Regions from separate parts of the Mus musculus genome. Here region 1 is linked to region 2. A link is a contact called in public Hi-C data. All regions are on one chromosome and are shown on one strand. Each heading gives the region's core, a stretch centred on a gene start, on an enhancer-like site or on the middle of the called end of the contact. The rest is flanking DNA. Distances are from core to core; before and after follow the strand shown.

Region 1 (5,470 bases), core at 448-2,947, 2.7 Mb after region 2:
TCCGGGAAGAGCATGACAAACTGGGCGTCACACAACGTAAGTCACCCGGTCACTTAGCAAAAATTACACCTTGAATCTAAACTTGATGGCCTTCCACACGCAAAAGAAATATGGGCCAGCAGCGACGTATGCGGGGAGAAGGAAGCTTAAAACGATCCACTTTCCGACCTGTAAACATTTGGCCCATCATTAGATGTGAGTCCTAGATCTCAAGACATGCTTTAATGGAGGCCTCCCTCAACCTCCGAGTCTGTTTTGCAACAGTACAGGGACTTTTTTTCCTGCTTTATCTTAGGTCCCAGTGAGCATGTGGCCCTGCAACTCAATTCAATATCCTAAAGTGGTAAGACACAGTGGCAGAGCGAAGGGGAAAAAAATCCAAATCAAAACAGCCTTAAGAGATTTTTCAAATATTTTAAATCAAAATTCCTCCTCTGCCCGTAACAAACCCAACCCAGAAATTCACAGCGCGTTAAGCAGCACTGCGAACTGCAAACCGAAGAATTTTCCTTTGACACTCCACTCACGGTTTTCAGCTGTCAAATTACAACTCCAGAAAACACTATCATTAGAATAAAAAAGGAAACAAAAAGGCTCTCACCGCAGGGGCCCAGGAGCAGTTTGGCAGTACCAAGGCGAAGGAAGGAGAGCAAAGGGAATCCAATCCACTTCCCCAACCCCCGCCTGACTTCATTCCCCTCCCGGGGCAGTCAACCTCACTGCAGGGGCTCAAATCTAATAATAATAACAATAATCATGGCGCTCCCTCCCTCCTCCCCCTCCCAACCCGCGGTCTGCCGGGAATCTCTCCCCCACCCCCACCCCGCCTCCCCGGGGAAACCCAGCCCCCGGGACACGACTCGCGGGAGCCCCCGAACCCGCCGCTCCTCTTCCCTCTCTTTTCCACCTCCACCATCCCCCATCCGCATTGTCTGTCTCAATTCAACTTTGACTAATATGGATTCCTCGGGCCTGGGCCGGGAGCCCCCGGCTCCGCCGAGTTCAACGAGGCTCCTCGCGGGAGGGGGAGGGGGCAGCGCGCCGGGCCGTCTACACCGCAGCCGCGTCCACACCGCGCCGGCCCCCGCCCCGCGGCCCGAGGCTCCCAAGTTTGGCCCACACCGGGCCTACAGGGGGCGGTAGGGCCCCCGGCGCGGCCGTGGGGGAGGGGAAAAAGGAGGGAGGTGCCCCTCCCCCGCCCCATTACCTGTCATTGAGCTGGTCCTCGGTGCCCGGCAGCGGGTGGACCACGAAATGGATGGACGTCATGGTACCGCCTGCGCGCCCCGCTCCCGGGAACGAGCCGCTCCCGCTGTCGTCCGGCCCCCCGATCCCCTTCCCGTCCCCGGATCCCACGGCCGCCGCCACCGCCTCCTCCTCCCGGTCCCCAAACGGAGGGCCGCGAGCGCGCAGGGACCGCCGCCTCCCCGCCGAGCGTGTGTCCGCGGCCCGGCGGCCCGGCGCGGCGGGCGGGAGGGCGGATCAACGCGCCGCCCGCTCGGCCGGCCACGGCGCGCACGGACGAGGGCAGCCCGGAGCGCGGCGAGCGGCGGGTGGAGAGGTGCCGGGGCGGACGCGGCGGACGCGGGGAGCGGGGAGGGACAGCAGCCCGCAGCGCGCGTCACTGGCGACGAACCGCCGCCGCCAGCGCCGCCGCCGCCATCTTCACTTCTGCCCCAGTTTCTCCGTCTCGCAGCCTGGGCGCCGATCGGCGGGGGAGGGGCGGAGGGCGGGGCCGCGGGGGCGGGGCTCTGCGCGCGGGGCGGGGCTCCGGGAAACGGGCGGCCGGGCCCCAGCGATTGGGCCGCTTAACGTTGTCGGGCCACGGTGCTGTAAGGTGCTCGCCTATTGGCGCGCTGGGCCGCGAGCCCGGCCCCCCGGGGCGGGGCGGCGTGTTCCAGAGAGCACGTGCTCGGGAAGCCGGGCGAAAGGGCACGCGCGCCGGGTTTCTTTTCCTCCCGGATCCCTAATGGTTGTGCATATGCGAATGGCTTGTTGTTGTTTCTCGTCCTCCAGCCGCATTTATACTTAAGAGAAATGTACCCCGAGGAACCAGAGATGCTCCGCTTCCTACGGCAGGCAGTTACGTAAGAGCCTTATCAAAACCTGATAGTAGGATCTTGGAAGTGACTGTGTAGCAGCTTTCATCAGCACTACCATCGTGCAACGTGGAAATTTCCACTTTTTAGTTATTCGTGTGGTTTTTATATGGGGGTGGTTGTGTGTGTGTATACTTTAATGAAAGATGATATGCATCTGTTGTAGGGAGATTTCTTGTGACCTGGGGTATCAGAACTACAACTTATGAAATTCTTCCTCCTCCGCGTACCCTCACTCCCGAACCGGTACAGTTTCCCTCTTAAAGTTTTCTGTGATCCTTTCGAAATATCGAATTCCGCTGAAAGCATGAAGCCTCTTCTCCAGTCTGTAACAGTCGTTCGTTAAATCGGGTATACAACATTAATGATTGCACAGCAGAGCAGTTTTCTTCTCTTCTTTAGTTTAGGAAGTTCTTTTGAGAATACATGAAAAATTAGATATCAAGATTTACTGGGTACACCATGAGACAGATAAGGAATAATTTTTAGTTGGCCATCAGCTCCAGTTTTCACCTAGATAAACTACAAAGTGTTCAAGGCTGGTCAATGATGCACACCTTTGTCCCAGCACTCAGAAGACAGAGGCAGACAGACATCTTAAGTTGTGGGCCAGCCTGATCTAAGAGTTCCAGGCCAGTTAGAACTACACAGTAAGACCTTGTGTCAGTCAATTAATAGTGAGTTAAGCCACTGAAAGCGCTGCATCCCATGACTACCAACCATCCTGTAATTGCTACTTTGATTTTTTTTTCCCCTCAAGTCCGTGTGATGGACACTGCTGGTTCTAGAGTCAGACAAAGTAGAATTTCAGTCCTGATTCTGCTACTTAACCAAGTGGCCTTAATTATTTACCCAGTTACAGCATTTTGTTATACACTGGGTCTAAATACTGTATGTCAAGCAAAAAGATGTGTCAGGCACACAGCAGTTCATACACATAATGAAAGATTTTTAACATATTGTGTGCACTGCTTTATACTGCCAATGGCTCCAAGTACAGTACACCTCACTCTAAGGCAAAGGATGTCCTGGCTAGCCCGGCAGTGGTGATCCACACCTTTAATCTCAATGCTCCAGGGAGGTAGGCAGAGATCTTTCTGTTCCAAGCCAGCCTGGTCTACACAGTGAGTTCAGGAAAGCTAGGAATACACACAGAGAAACCCTGTCTAGGAGAGGTGGAAAAAAGTCCTTGTTGCATAAGGATTCCAGAGCCCAAACACCTTAGTGCTGAGGCTCAGACAAAAAGCAGTTGTGACTCTGAGTCCGTTCACAATATAATAGCTCCCATCTAGTAGTTAATAATTTAGAAGTATGTAAAACCAATCCAAAAAGATAGGCATGATAAACGCAACGAGAGTGCAGTTAAAAGAGGGAATGGTTCCAGCCAAGAGAACTAAGAAAAGTCATAGGCAGAGAGAGCCTCAAGGATGCTCTGAGCATGTCGGCTTCAGATGCTCTTGACCAGGGCTCACACCGGGCCCCTCCGCTTTGCCATGTTTTTTTCTTCCAAACCTCCCTTCTCCACCTTCCTTTCCATTATGTGTCCAGCCTCATTTATCCACTCCTAGTTTTTTGTACCTAAAGTTCAGACTCTCTCCTCACTCAAAGCATGTAGTAGTAATCATATATTACATGAAGAAATAAGGTTGGGGGGTGGCAGTGTGGTGGTTTGAATAAAAATGCCCCACCCCGGCCAGGCAGTGGTGGCACACACTTTAATCCCAGCACTTGGGAAGCAGAGGCAGGTGAATTTCTGAGTTTGAGGCCAGCATGGTCTACAGAGTGAGTTAAAGGACAGACAGAGCTATCCAGAGAAACCCTTTTTCGGGGGGGGGGGGTACCCCACCCTTTGTCCTCTTCCTCTTCTTTCTCCTCCTCTTCCTCTTTTTCCTCTTCCTCCTCTTCTCCTTCTCTTCCTAATCCTTCTCCTTTGCCTCACCTCTCCTCTTCCTCTTCCTCCCCACCCTCATGTTCCTGAAGATCAGAATATTGAACTCTTGGCTACTTCTACAGCACCATGTCTATATTTGTGCTTCCATGTTCTCTGCCATGATGATAATGGTCTAAACCTCTGAAACTGTAAGCAATCTTCTGACCAAATGCTGTCTTTTATAAGAGTGGCCTTGGTCATGGTGTCTCTTCACAGAAGAAGAACAGAGACAATGACAGAAGTTGGTACCAGCAATGGGGTATTGCCTGACCATGCTGCTTGTTGGTAGAATGTGGACTTTGGAACTTCGGACTAGAAAAATGGTTGGATGTTTTAACAGGGCATAATGGGCCACTCTAGTAGCAACATGAAAGGCAGTGCTGAGGATGACTTGAACTGTGGGGGCCCAGATCAAGAAGTTTTAGAGAGGAATACTATTAGCATGTGGCCTATAGATCATAATTGTGATATTTTGGTGAAGAATGTTATGCTCTAGTCCATAAAATCTTCCTGAAGCTAAATTGAAGAGTTTTGGACTAGTGAAGTTGGCAGAGAGATTTCAATACTGCCTAGTATTGGCTGTGCTGTTACCACTCTTATGAATGTATGTAATGATAAAGGCTGGACAAGGGGAAATAACAAAATGTGCAGTTTGAGGAGAAAAAGGAGAACCAGGAAGTGCAATAGAGCCTAAGGCCAGGGCTTAAGGGATAAAAGGCTTTAAAGGAAAGCTTGATGCTAAATGGAATGAAGGAATAATGGCCTCATACCCCACCCAAGTAAGATTCCAACTTGTAAAAAGGAATTAAAGGGAACCTTGAGCAGTAAAGGAAACCATCAACAACAGAGAAGCTAATACAAATGTAACTCGGGCCAAGTTCCAGCCCCATCAAGCAGCAGAACTTGGCAGCCTTGTCCATGTGGTTGTGATTTAGAGTTAAGAATACAAGAAAAGGGTTGTGGAATCTCCCTCTGTGGCTAAGGAAAGCCACTGAGGCCAGGTGAGCATCTCTGGTATCCCTACCTAGAGTCCCAGAGAGGCCATTTCAAAGAGTTTCACTCCCTGGTGACTAAGCATCCAAATATACAAGCCCATGGGAGCCGTTTTTATCCAAACCACACCACTGCCATTGCATGAAAGTATGAAGGTAAAACCTGGATTGTGTTAAAGACCCCAAGAGATTGGAGATCCCAGTATCTTGAGATACCTGTCAAGGAAAGTTGCAGACTGGGTGTAGAACCAGTTCAGGGAGGGGAGGGGAGGAATGTGTTGCAGTCAACAAAGCTAAAAGAAACTAGAGGCCTACAGAGCACTTTTGACATAAGACATGGAGATGGAGAATCTGGAGTTTGCCCAGCTGATTTTCAGGTTTACTCTGGTCCAGTATTTCCTCACCATGCTTTTTGAATAGTACTATGTATTCTGTGACATTGTATGTTG
Region 2 (5,133 bases), core at 1,043-3,542:
AGGCTCCATCTTCTGAATGGGGTGCTATAAACAAATTTGTGGAGATATTTTAAATTAAGTTCTATAGGAAAAATATTTGATTTTTAAAATTTAATGTGTGTCTTGGTGAGGGTTACTATTGTTATGATAAAACCCCATGACCAAAAGCAACTTGGGAAGGAAAGGGTTTATTTGTTTTGGAGAGGATTGTGGAAGGATCTGGAAGTTTGGGTTAGAAAAGTGCCTGAGTGTTGAGAGCTCAGTGGGCTTTTCTGCTGAACCTTTGAAGATCAGAATGTTGAGGGCAATGTAGACTGTTCTTTACATTTTACTGTGAATGATTCAGATAACTAAGTGCTTATAAACCTTATGGAGGAAGTGGAACATAATTAAAACTATTTTATTACACTTATTTGTATAAGTGCATGTCAGAAGCCAGAGAAGAGTTGTAGCAGTCAAATGCTCTCTTCTAACTGTGTGACCTCCAGGAACCAACTATGACTGTCAGGCTTGACAGCAAGTGTCTTTACTGGCTGAGCTATCTCACCGGCCCTGGACATTAATAATTTCTGAGAAACACCATTCTAGCATCAAGTATTTTAAGATAAAATATTGCAGATATGATTGTAGTACTCTGAATTCTGTTCCTGTTTTATTCTATTTCTTCTTTGGAGGTGATCCACTTAACTCACGAAACACACACACACACACACACACACACACACACACACACACAAGCTTGAAACAGAGAACTTTCTCCACTTGCTAACATAGGTCTACAAAAATCCTACAGCTAATAGTATATTTAATGGTGAGAAAGTTTCTGCTAAGCAGCCTGTTCTGAGCTAGATTGAGACCTACTTCTGTAGATTTACTGTCTACCCAATTTGCCTCATGGTCTTTCAGAAGAGACTTCAAAAATATATTGTGTTTATGTATATTGCCTTAGAAAAGATGTGAGAGGTTTGGAGAGATGGCTCAGTGGTTAAGAGCATTGACTGCTCTTCTGAAGGTCCTGAGTTCAAATCCCAGCAACCACATGGTGGCTCACAACCATCCATAATGAGACCTGCTGCCCTCTTCAGGGGTGTCTGAAGATAGCTACAGTGTACTTACATATAATAAATAAATAAATCTTAAAAAAGATGTGAGAACAGAGGATCTTTGGAGAAGCCTACTCATTTGACAAACAATAATAATACAAATGAATTAAACTTACTTTGATTATAGAACAACACTCATGGGTTGAAAATGATTAACTTTTAGTAAACAAACAAATTGTATCCAGATAATGTTTTTAGGCTAGGGATTTGGCACCTTTTTTCTGGATATAAAAGAAAAACTTCATGTTTAGCACTCTATATATTATTTTAAGCATCTGAGTAACATCCTGATAGTGTTTTATTAGATTGTCACACATGTATAGATTTATGGGAATTTTAATATTAAAACTTCTCAGCCATGGATTCAACCTAGTTGCTGTTCAAGTATTTTGGGTAACAAGAAAAATGTTTATTTTGCTAATTAGGCTTTCATAACATTCACATTACATGGTCATTTATTAAGGCTTTTGAGGAAGCAGCTGCTGTGAATTAGCAATTGCTTGCTGTTTTTTCTGCCTGCGAAATCTAATTCATTATTTTCACTATTAAAATGAACTTTGGCAGTCTCACGAATACCATTTTCTATAGCAATCTCCAATTCTCTCAAGAAATAGTATTTTTTTTTAATTTCAAAAGTTTTATGAGTGGGCATTGAATAACCTATAAAGGAAAACTATTTTCAAGACACTATGTTTTCTTCAAAAGTTACCTAAAATTAAGAGAGGCTGGTTTAAAAAAAAAAAAAAGGCAGCATATCCCATGCTATTTCTATCCACTCAGTCTATTATCTTCTAAGGTAGATGTTTGAGTTATTGCTGTTAGCCCACAAGTTACCACTACTAACATCTATACATCTATTTCATCGTAACATAATCCACACTGTCCTTACCACTTATTTCACTTTTGGCTCAGGACTCTTATTTTCACATTCTCTCAGCTTTTTGGGGACCTCCATATTAGACGGTAGGCCAGTCCTCTCCATTCCATGCACCCTATGCACACTAACTAGGGGCTATTTCACCTCTGCTTTGAGAACGAGATTATGTACAGTATGGTTTAAGCTCACTCTTTTAAGCTGTTCACCCCTGATCTCAACTGTGTACCCACGTCCACTTTCCCGGCCTTGCAAAAAAACTTCAGCAGTAAATTTAAATCTTCCGCCTTTCTTAGCTCCTCCCACCTGTCTTTGACCTCCACCCTACCGAATCCCAGTTCCTCTTTCCAGTTCTTCCAGTAGCCACGGAAAACAACCGTTTCTCAATTTTCTGGGCTTGAAGAACGAAGGCTACTTCTCCCGCCTCCACGGCACCCTGCGTTCCTGCCGCCTCCGACTACTAAGCCTCTTGGGCAGTATTGGGTCACGTCCCGGCCATCGCCGTGTCCCTGCAGCGCCACTTCCGGATCGCCGGTGCTTCCACTTTACCGGTCCGCATCCCGCACCGAGCTCTTCGTAGAGTTAATTCCTAACCCAGAGCGGTGGCAGCGGGGATCCCGGCCTAGCCAAGCCGGAGTCGTCCCAGGCAGGCAGACGCGCGGGGTCCTTGTCCCCACCGCGGAAACCTGACGGACGGCGAAGCCCGCACACCCGGAAGTGGCGCGGAACGCGTGAGGCGTTTCCGCGGCGGACGCCAGGTACCCGGAGGAAGAGCGCACGCCGCCGCTCTGTGGCGTGTTTACCTTGGAGCGGGTGCGGCGGCGGCGGCAGCAGCGGGCCTGACGCCAGCTCGGTCCTATGGCCGGAGATCCGCCTGCGTTCCGGGAGTCGACCGCCTCTGGCTGGGCTGCGCTAGGGTAGGAGTGAAGCAGGACGTGCTGTCCTCCCACGCCCGGGGGCCGGCCGCCTCCAGCCTCTCTGCCTACTCCTCGTCAGGTGAGGCGCTCAGTTAGCGGGGAGCTCGCGCCCGGACCCGGAGGGCGGGCGGGCGATCCGGGAGAGCGGCCTTGCCAAGCTTCCTGAGAAGTGCATTTCCAGTTGCTGCCTGTCGATTCAGTTACTTACAAAATTTCCGTCTTTACCCTTTTCAGGATCTGACTTCGACGCTTAAATTTGAAGATGCTGGAGTCGTACGTAACTCCAATTTTAATGAGTTATGTGAATCGCTATATCAAGAACTTAAAACCTTCAGATCTCCAGCTTTCACTATGGGGTGGGGACGTGGTTCTCAGCAAACTCGAGTTAAAGTTGGACGTTCTGGAACAGGTAAGCAGTACAGCTGCCATCGGAACATCTTCGTCTTGATAGACATAGCCTGTCTAGTATGTTTTGAATGATAATAAATTTCCTGTTAGCGTGTTTTGCCTACTGTGTAGTTAGAGACTTCATTTTATAGAAAACAAACAAACAAACAAACAAACAAATACAAGGCTTTTTGCCTCGTAAGGGCTTATTCTGTTAGGATTCCCCAACATTTTTTCAGCCGATAGAAATTTCAGCTTGTTTACTCAGTTCTCAAGCACTGCCAAATATGCACACTCTTACAATGTCATATGAAACGGGGAAACATTACATGCTTGTTCTTCTTTTGGGTCAGTGGGCGAGTGTGAAAAACAGCAAGAGCACGCACATGTAAAGTTCTGTTCCTTTTACCAGGAGAAATGACATCACTCATGGATCCTCAGATTGACTAGACACAGGTTGAGAATGATGGTAAAACTGGAAACATCTTTACTAATCACTTTTTAAGGTTTTTTCTTTTTTTTTTTTTTTTTTTTTTTTGGTTTGGCATTGGAATGATCTGATGCAAATAACTCTGACTTCAAAGTTCACATACTCAATAATTCACTTACCACATTTATCAATGACATATGCCAAGTACTTCTCATATGCTTGAGCTATGTGTATACACATTATCTGCGGGAGCGCAAGAGCCAGAGAGCAGCTGCTTTGTAGGAGAGGCTTGAGCTGATGGGGGGGATGGTTATCAATACTTTTCATGGCGTACTCTTGTTATTGGATAATCCAGACAAAGCACTAAGAAAACCAGCTTTCCCCATTTTCTGCAAACGTTATTGGATGTCTTTGATATTTTCATTTTAGTTTTTAAAAATGAGAACAAATCCTAAGTATGATTGTTGAACTTTAAGTATGGAAATACCTGTGAATTCACCATCATGATGAAGGCAGGGGTGTCTCTAGCACCCTACAAGATGTACCTGTGTGCCCACCACACCAGACTCCCAAGACACTGCTGGTCTCATTTCTGCACTTTTGTGTTACTCAGATGAAGGACTGGACTTAGCACTGCCTGCATGCTGGCCAGGCCTTCTGCTGCTGAGCCGCATGCCATAGCAGTTAGATTTTCGTGAAGGAGGTGTTTGGGTTTTAACCTATTGAGCTTCAGGTAAATAGAAGTGATTTCTGCCTAGCAGCTACTGGTGCTTTCTTCTCCCTCCTCCTCCTCTTCCTTTTCCTCTTCTTCCTCCTCCTTTTCCTCTTCCTCCTCCTCCTCCTCCTCCTGCTGCTGCTGCTGTTTTGATGAACCCATAGTGCTGAGTCAGCAGCAGCTTGTTCTTTGTGTTGCTTTTGTATTCCATTTTGTAAGATGTCACAGTTTATCTGTTCTGTCAGTAGAACTTTCACTTCTTTATATTGCTGGCTATGAACATAATGTGTCTATGAACAATCTCTTGTGTGCATATTTATATACATAAGCATTAGTTTCCCTAAAGTATATCTAGGAGGTAGGCACATGTCTGATTTCAATATGTATTGTTAATAGTTTAACAGAGTGTATTAATTTACAGTCTTACTTATGGTTTTAAATATTTCCCAATTTTTCTCCTACTTGGTATGTTTGTTGCTTTAAATCTTTGGCTTTCTGATGGATGTGTAGTGATGTGCCATTGTATTTTATTTGAATATTTCTATATGTATTGGCTGGTTATGTGGATATCTTTTGTAAATTCTCTGGGTTTCTTGAGAATGTGAATATTTGCCTTTCCTAATTGTTGTGTGGGAATTTATTTTATGTTGCTTTTGGCTCTGAGTATTGAACCCAGAAGCTCACAGGCACTAAACCTGACCTGCTGAGCTATCTTGCCAACCATCCAC

The links. Hi-C and Micro-C count contacts between places; a contact is called where the count stands out from the background.
Region 1: a contact with region 2 is called in a Hi-C map of CD8 T cells, with 6 times the contacts expected there. The contact joins the promoter of Ubr5 here to the promoter of Vps13b in region 2. A contact is called at or near these places in 1 of 484 Hi-C or Micro-C datasets (CD8 T cells) and 2 of 9 other capture datasets (adipose tissue and liver).

What each region holds. Positions count from the first base shown.
Region 1 is chr15:38,077,157-38,082,626 of GRCm38.p6, forward strand. It overlaps Ubr5 (ubiquitin protein ligase E3 component n-recognin 5), which reads right to left and starts at 1,698. Exons shown (of 59, transcript NM_001112721.2): 1 at 1,208-1,698. The coding sequence starts at 1,269.
Region 2 is chr15:35,368,826-35,373,958 of GRCm38.p6, forward strand. Vps13b (vacuolar protein sorting 13B) reads left to right here and starts at 2,293. Exons shown (of 62, transcript NM_177151.4): 1 at 2,293-2,952; 2 at 3,108-3,282. The coding sequence starts at 3,136. It overlaps LOC115488525 (a long non-coding RNA gene), which reads right to left. Exons shown (of 2, transcript XR_003951638.1): 1 at 3,870-5,133; 2 at 1,403-3,335.